2 separate regions of the Capsicum annuum genome follow, and region 2 is linked to region 1. Evidence: chromatin contacts called from public Hi-C data. All regions are on one chromosome and are shown on one strand. The core of a region is the stretch at or near the end of the contact, and the rest is flanking DNA. Distances in the headings are between cores, read along the strand shown. Region 1 holds the start of LOC107850338 (putative proline-rich receptor-like protein kinase PERK6). Region 2 has its middle 17 kb from the start of LOC107850283.

Region 1 (3,749 bases), core at 258-2,757:
GGAAGAGCGATGAATCATGCGTTTACTAAACCCTAAAACAGTAGAGCACAAGTAGTAGAGTAGTAAAAGAGACCCGCTGTCGCCGAGGATAATGACTTTCAAAAGAGTTCGCCGGCGAGAAGGCATCTTCAGTTGACTCGATCTGACCAGAACAACACTCTCTATTCACACAAAACTCCGCGCCTCTCTCTCTCTCTCTCTTCTCTCTCTCTCTCTGTATATGCGTATGCGTATGTGTGTGGCGTGAGGAACACAGACAGTTGGCAATTTTAGACGTTTCTCGTCTAGCACAAAAAATGATTGCCTAGTTTTTGTAGTAGCAGCTGTAATTGAAAATGAAATAGTGCAGAATTTTACTGGGTCGGTTTTGGTAAGTCAAACATTTCATGAATTCATATATAGTATGTTAAAAAGCAATTTATGATTTATATGCTTTGTATTATGATTTTTTTTGAAAGAGTATTCAATTAATTAATTTTTTACTGTACATAACAAGGTTACTGAAGTCGAATCGAATTGAATTTGGTGTTGATTATTGAAATCTGGAACCATGATTCGAGAAAATTTTGTTGTAGTATATCTTTGGTAAATTACAAGGTAGTATGATATGATATTAAATGTCTTGAAATCCTCGAAATTCTTAAGTTTGCATGTTGCAAAATACACTGTTGTTTGAGCCTTTCTTCACTTTGCAATTAAAAAATAAGAAATTAATCGATTTTTGCAATGGCAACATCTAAATCTTTAGCACTAGATGATGACGTACTTTAATAAGACCTCTTATTTTTTTGTTTAAATTTTATGATTGATAAGTCTTGGTGAAATTTTTATGTCAACGTATAAACTAAAAAAAAAAAAAGTAATTATGAGGTTGACATTTTGTATGAAATAATAGAGCGTAAGAAATGGAAAGAATATCACATGTATGGTCAAAAGTATAATAATACACAGAGAAATTTTCATATCTAGAAAGTACTAACTGATTATTTGAGCAAATTACTAAGACCAAACTAGATTGAGCAAATTGTATAATTATACACGTTAATTTAAAATATTAAGAGTTAATTTATCATTTTATATTTTTTTCTATTAAATATTATTAATTTTTTAATAATTAGATGACTTATAATAATTAATTATGGGTCATATAATAAAATTATGATTGAAGCAGCTGAAGTAGACATGTAACAAATGTTTATTTTACTTATTTTTATTAAATATTATTAATTTATAATACGTAAATAATTTATAATAATTAATTAGGAATGATATGGTAAAATTATGATTTAAGTAGTTGAAGCAAGCAGCACAAACAGATATGTCGATCTCTTCAACTGCTTAACTCGCTCTTATAAATAAGACAAAAGAATAAGTGAAATATAATTATTTCTAATTCGACAAATAAGATGTCTAGGAAAGTTAAAGTCAAAATTTAAGGTTTCCCCTATAATTTAGTCCTCTAATTAATTAAATAAGCATTAACTAAATGTGCTGTTTTTTTTAAAAGCAAGGTGATTAGTTCCCTTATTTTAGGAGGAATGTGAGGATGAAAAGACATCTCTTAGTTTCATGGTAAAAATTATTATTATGCATCATGTAAAACTTCTGTTTCTTTGAGAATCCTCGCTGCCTTTCTCCTAAAGGTACACATTTCTCTTTTCCTCCTCTCTTTCTTCTTCTTAATTTAAGATTTCATCTTATTAATCTTTGTTATTTCCATAAATATATAGGCTTCTGGTATCATTTACGAAATAATTATATGAAGTATTGATTCCGTAAGGTACTATCTCATCGTTAAGCAATTAATTATAATATTTTAATAATGGGATCATTGATTATGATTAGTTTCATATTTTTTTGTTATTGATATCATGCTTTAACCTCATGTTTTCTTATTATTGTATTGATGATTTTTGTGAATTCCTGATTAACAAAAGTAGATTTCATTTGAACTTTTTCAATGAGCAGGGATCAATACTTGGGAGATCGGTGAAATCTGTGTAATTTATCCTAACACGGATAATCATGACAAAGACTTTTATAAAAATGTCTTCGTCATCGAATGGGGGCTCTCCATCATCAGATTCATCGTCCTCCTCCTCCTCATCTCCATCAAATAATTCAAAGTTTCAATCTCCTTCTTTTAAAACAGAAGACTCTTCTTCTTCTGATAATAATAATAATAATAATAATAACAATAATTCAAGCTCTCAATCTCCCCCTCCTAATAATGATTCATCATCTGGGAAAGATAATAACTCCTCTTCTTCAAATAACAATAATGACAACAACAACAATAATAATAATAGCAACAACAATAATTCAAACTCTCAATCTCCTCCTCCTTCTAATAACGATGGAAAAAATGATAGCTCTCCTCCAAATGATAACAACAATAACAACAACAACAATAACAATAGCAACAATAATAATGGGAACAATAATAATGGGAATAATAATAATAACAACAACTCCGGTAACAAGTCACCTCCTCCATCATCACCTCCACCAAAATCATCAAATTCATCAAAATCTCCGCTATCACCACCTCCTCCACCCTCTCCATCATCACTTAATTATTCTCCAAACTCAAGACCTCTCTCCCCTCCAAAGACTGAATCAACAGACTCAGTTAGCAAAGATACCACAGCTGCAATCAAGATAGGAGTTGCAGCTGGCGCTGGAGTATTATTTATTGTCATGATCATTTTTCTCATCTCTTGTTGTAAGAGGAAAAAGAAAAGAAAGCAGAATCAAATGAAGCATAATCAAATGGGCTACTACCAAGACAATTCTCGTGGAGCAATGAGTATATATCTTATCTTTCTTACTTACCATGTGCTTTAATTTTGACATAATGTATATATTAGATAAAATACGCCATACATAAGGTCAAAAAAAAAAATCAATAAAAGCAAAATTACTAAATACCGATTCGATTTATAGGTATAAAAGCCAAAAAGGTTCAAAAGGTAGGTTCTTAGATTTGTATTTAATTTTTGCATCTCTGCTTTACACAATTGTTCAAAAAGGTTCAAAAGCTGTAATATCAAATGAATGTTTATATCTCAATATCTCCTCTTTTTCTTTTTTTTTTTCATTTTAGAATTTCAACGTATTTTTCTTTTAGCAATAATGTTCATGTAAATATGTGAAATTCTAACGACGTGAAATTCTTACTTTACTTTTTGGGTAACCTTTGTGTATAGGCTTGTTTATCTATGATGTTACCCTTAAAAGTTATTTAGACAACCACTCTTTTGAGAAATCTTGTGCCACAATGTCATGTCTTAATATTTTTGCTATTTTTTTCATTGTGTTTTAACACACATTACGTATTTTACAGATAACCATTACTATAATAATAATAATAATGGAATGCATGGGAACAATTGGCAGAACAGCAACAAATTCCAACCAGCTGATCAATTTTATAAGATACCGCCCCCTCCAGGTAATAATGTCATAGCTACATTGAGTGGAGGGTTGTCAGCCAATACATTTCATCAAAAAATTATATTATGTATATAAATCATAAATTTAAACATATGTAATAAAATTTCTGATTTGGCGATTGACAGGTAGTGCTCAAGTAAGTTCAGAGCACAGTTGGCCAATAGCACCGCCGCCGCCACCACCAATGATGAGTAGTAGTGAACTGAGCTCAGCGGCTTTCTCTGGTCCACATCAACCTCCTATGCCACCTCCACATCCAGCAATGGCTCTTGGTTATAATCAAAGTAGTTTTA
Region 2 (3,957 bases), core at 990-3,489, 38 kb after region 1:
TAGAATATGGTATATCATATTTCATTATGGATCTGAGATATTCCTACATACTGACTTTTTTTATAGTATAAATAAACATTGAAAGAATTGTAATATGTAAAGTTAACAAGTTTTGCTTTAATCTTGATTAATATCTATAGTACTTTTTTAAGAAAAAAAAAACATAGCAAAAATAAGGTATATAACTTCTTAGAGAAAGAATAAAAAAGCTAAACAAAAGATGTTTTGAGTATTGAGTTGTTAGCAAGTAATTCATTAACGATTTTCATGTGAATTTATTTTGTCGTAATAAAGAATAAATAAGGAGTAACACTGACGAGGTTATAAATTTATAATTGTACATAAAATTAACCTCTTAAGTGTCACAATATTCATAGATTTCTTCATCTCTTGCGATTTGAAATGTGTACTCCATGTTAGATTTGTAAATAATTGAACTCCTTGAAAAGATATTTTATGATATCTATAATCTAAGATGTTGAAGTTGTTTAAAACTAAAATTAGATGACATATATAAATGAGTATGTTCATAGAATTGAAAAATCAATTCATTAAGTAGCTCTATATAAATTATTAAACAAACAAGAGTTGTATCTATGTGCGAGGACCGATTATCCTCAAGAAAATCTATTTTATATTTAGTTTAACTTTCAATCTAAAATTGAATATTTATAACATTTCACAATTTTTTGAAGATATTGTTGACAAGAAACTAAATGAAGCTGATTATAAATTTAAAAAGTATATGTTTTATACTATGTGCACATACATTGCTATAAAATAAAATATGAATGTCACTTATTTTTATTTATACCAAGAGATTTTGTTAAACAAAATATACAAGAAAATAATGTTTGTGCGAGAAAAATTATAAAAAATGTTTTGTCATGAAAAAATTGAGTTGCTATAAAAATCCAAAAATTTAGCTTGAAACAAACATATAACCAAAATATTGTTAAGTTTGGCGTTAGATTTTAATTCATTAATCACAAGTAAATTGAAGTCTAATTATTTTCTTACTTTAAATTTTACAAATTTAATAAAGTGGCTTGCAGTCCTTTAATTTTTGTGATCACTATATCATCAAGTAGTATTATCTTGAGCAAAAAAAATTGAAGGAGACAAAAAATTAAGGTCATTATAATATTTTTGTTTTTAAGTATAAGAGATATGAATTTAGAATTTAGGTTGAATAGGATGAAGATTGTTGCACATAAGATTGGCTTGGAAGTAAGACTCAAGTCTTAAGTCATCCCCAATGAGGAGGTGTAAATGGTTGGCAGTGGCGAACATCTAGAGATATACAGGCAGTCCACGGGTACTCCATCTACTAAAAGAAATGATTGAAATAGAGCGAAGAATGGAAAGGCAGGCTGCGAAAGCGTTGACTCAAAGGTTGATAAGATTGAACTCAAAGGGAAAAAAAACTAGGTTGAGCAAGAAGAAGTTTCTATATTTTTTATTTTTAAAAGGGGTCTTAAATTTTTATATTTGTATGTTGTCGTTTCTTATCCTTTTATTTATTTTGGTTCGTGTTGGTGTTTTATGTTAATTTATTATATTTATTTTTTCTCCACTATGAAATAGTCAATAGTAAATATTTGACTTGATTTTTTGAGTCTTATTAATGAAAAAGATCAGTTGTGATGTCTTATCTTATAGCAGAAGTGAAAACTAAAACACATGCAAGCCATATTTTTATATATTTTTATTAATGAAAATGAATAATACGCTTGCAGTTTGATAAAAATATATAATTTGGTGAATAAAATAACTTTTCGTTAAGAACAAAGTACTTTTAGACATAGGAGATTGCCAAAATATTATTTAAAATGTATTGACTCTGGTTGTCATTAATTCGAAACGTCTCAACTTATAAAAAAGATTACATAAAATAAATTTAAATGGGGAATATAGTTTTGATTACATTTAATTTCGCTTCTTAATTATTAATTTGACAGTCATATATCATATTCCTCTTTAATTAATTACACTTTTTTATCTTTTAAAATTATTTGTTATATTTTTTTTTTAAAAAATACTTAATAAAATAAAGTACACACAATTATTTATTTTTTAACACTTGATACACGTGCAACACACATATCCTAAGCTAGTTCCTTAAAAAAACATTACTAACAAAAATAGGTAAACAAATTCCTTAAAAAAACATTACTAACAAAAATAGGTAAACAAATTCAACGAGTGATATTCCAAATTGATTATGCTCTCCCCATCCCACACCTCATCTTCAACATCCCACCTCCTATAGCCCCCTTCTTACCTCCCCACCTCCCATAATTCTTATCTATAAAATTATTTATATGATAATTTTTTACTGACATAACAAATATCAAAAAAAAAATCCACTTATCCTCTTTAAAAACATTTTCATTTGTATTGAAAACACACTTTATTTGAGTGAGACTCTACATCATAAGAATCGTATGTGTTTGTCAAAGTTAGAGGTGACAACATTAACCAATGAAATCATAACCAGCTCAAGTTTGGACTAATTATTGATCCACCATTCATTAGCTAAACACATTTCAATCATTTAAGCTGACATCTAATTCAAACTAATTCATGAGAAATTTTATTAGAAAAAAAATTTAAGACATATATTTTTATTTGATAAGTATGTTATATAGCCAAAAAGGAAAGAACAACAATTTTATTAGATACTAAAAAAAAAAAAAAAAATTAAAACTCAATAACAATTGGTGAATCGAGTTTTGACATGTGTTTTAGCTCAAGTAACATTTGAGTGAATCGATAATGTATCAATTTATTTGATTCGTCTTAATTCAACTCGATCCATCTATTTTACGCATCTATATATACTAAATAGCAAGAAAATTTTGCATAGATTGTTGTCAAGTGTCAATATAAAAGACTGTCATGTGTTACTTTTTAGGACAAATTAGTTAGGTTAGGTAATATTTGTTATTGCTTTTTCATTTAAAATTATAATTAATTAAATATTTTCTATTTCAAAAAAAAAGGGGAAGTTACAATATAAGAAAAACATGCAGTGATTATTTAAGGAAATTATATAACCTGTTTTTATTATTTAGAAGTTATCAGATCTTATATCATTTATTAAACTTAAACTAAATTTTAATTGAATTGACATATTTGAATTTAATTTATATCTTAATTATCAAGTACAAACGTTGATTTAAAATTTGATTTGTAAGTCTATATATACTAAATAGCAAGAAAGTCTAGCATAGATTGTTGTCAAACGTCAGTATAAAAGACTGTCATGTGTTACTTTTTAGGACAAATTAGTTAGGTTAGGTAAAATTAGTTATTGCTTTTTAACTTAAAATTAGAATTAATTAAATATTTTCTATTTCAAAAAAAAAAAAATGGGAAGTTACAATATAAGAAAAACATGCAATCATTATTTAAGGAATTTATATAACCTGTTTTTATTATTTAGAAGTTGTTAGATCTTATATCATTTATTAAACTTAAAATAAATTTTAATTGAATTATCATATTTGAATTTAATTTATATCTTAATTATTAAGTACATATGTTGATTTAAAATTTGATTTGTAAAATAATTTTTAAAAAATAAAATCATATTTAATATAAAAATATAATAGTTGAATTTTTCTTTAGCTATTTTTAGAAAGAATAATAATTACACAAAAATTCATTAAAATTTTGGAATTGAAATTGTCATGTTATTAGATTTTGTTACATCTGGCTAAAAATATTAACTTCCATTTTTTAGATGAATTAGTCATTATTTTTTTTTTGTTTATATTCTTAAAAATATTTCAAAAACTAGAAGTTACTTTAATTATTTTACATAAAAGTATTTTTAAATTTAAAAAATAAGATAATTTAAAAAAGTATTTGTGTGATATCTCGTGACTTGAGCCGGGGGTCTTTCGGAAACAGCCTTTCTACTTCATCAGAGGTAGAGGTATGGACTGCGTA

The links. A called contact is a pair of places that touch in the nucleus more often than the background predicts.
Region 2: a contact with region 1 is called in a Hi-C map of placenta, with 3 times the contacts expected there. The contact joins the enhancer-like site here to the promoter of LOC107850338 in region 1. A contact is called at or near these places in 4 of 5 Hi-C or Micro-C datasets (leaf, pericarp and placenta).

Annotation. Positions count from the first base shown.
Region 1 is chr8:169,090,897-169,094,645 of UCD10Xv1.1, forward strand. It overlaps LOC107850338 (putative proline-rich receptor-like protein kinase PERK6), which reads left to right and starts at 1,508. Exons shown (of 11, transcript XM_016694793.2): 1 at 1,508-1,643; 2 at 1,731-1,780; 3 at 1,969-2,809; 4 at 3,347-3,454; 5 at 3,582-3,749. The coding sequence starts at 2,026. LOC107850339 (ras-related protein RABG3f) reads right to left here and starts at 624. Exons shown (of 7, transcript XM_016694796.2): 1 at 74-624. The coding sequence starts at 126.
Region 2 is chr8:169,128,127-169,132,083 of UCD10Xv1.1, forward strand. No RefSeq gene overlaps it. Among protein-coding and RNA genes, the nearest start is that of LOC107850283, 17 kb to the right of the region's middle. Within about 2 kb of position 2,240, at least 1 of the 5 cell types and tissues checked has an H3K27ac peak or open chromatin away from gene starts, as enhancers often do. A contact at or near this core is called in pericarp, where this site is marked.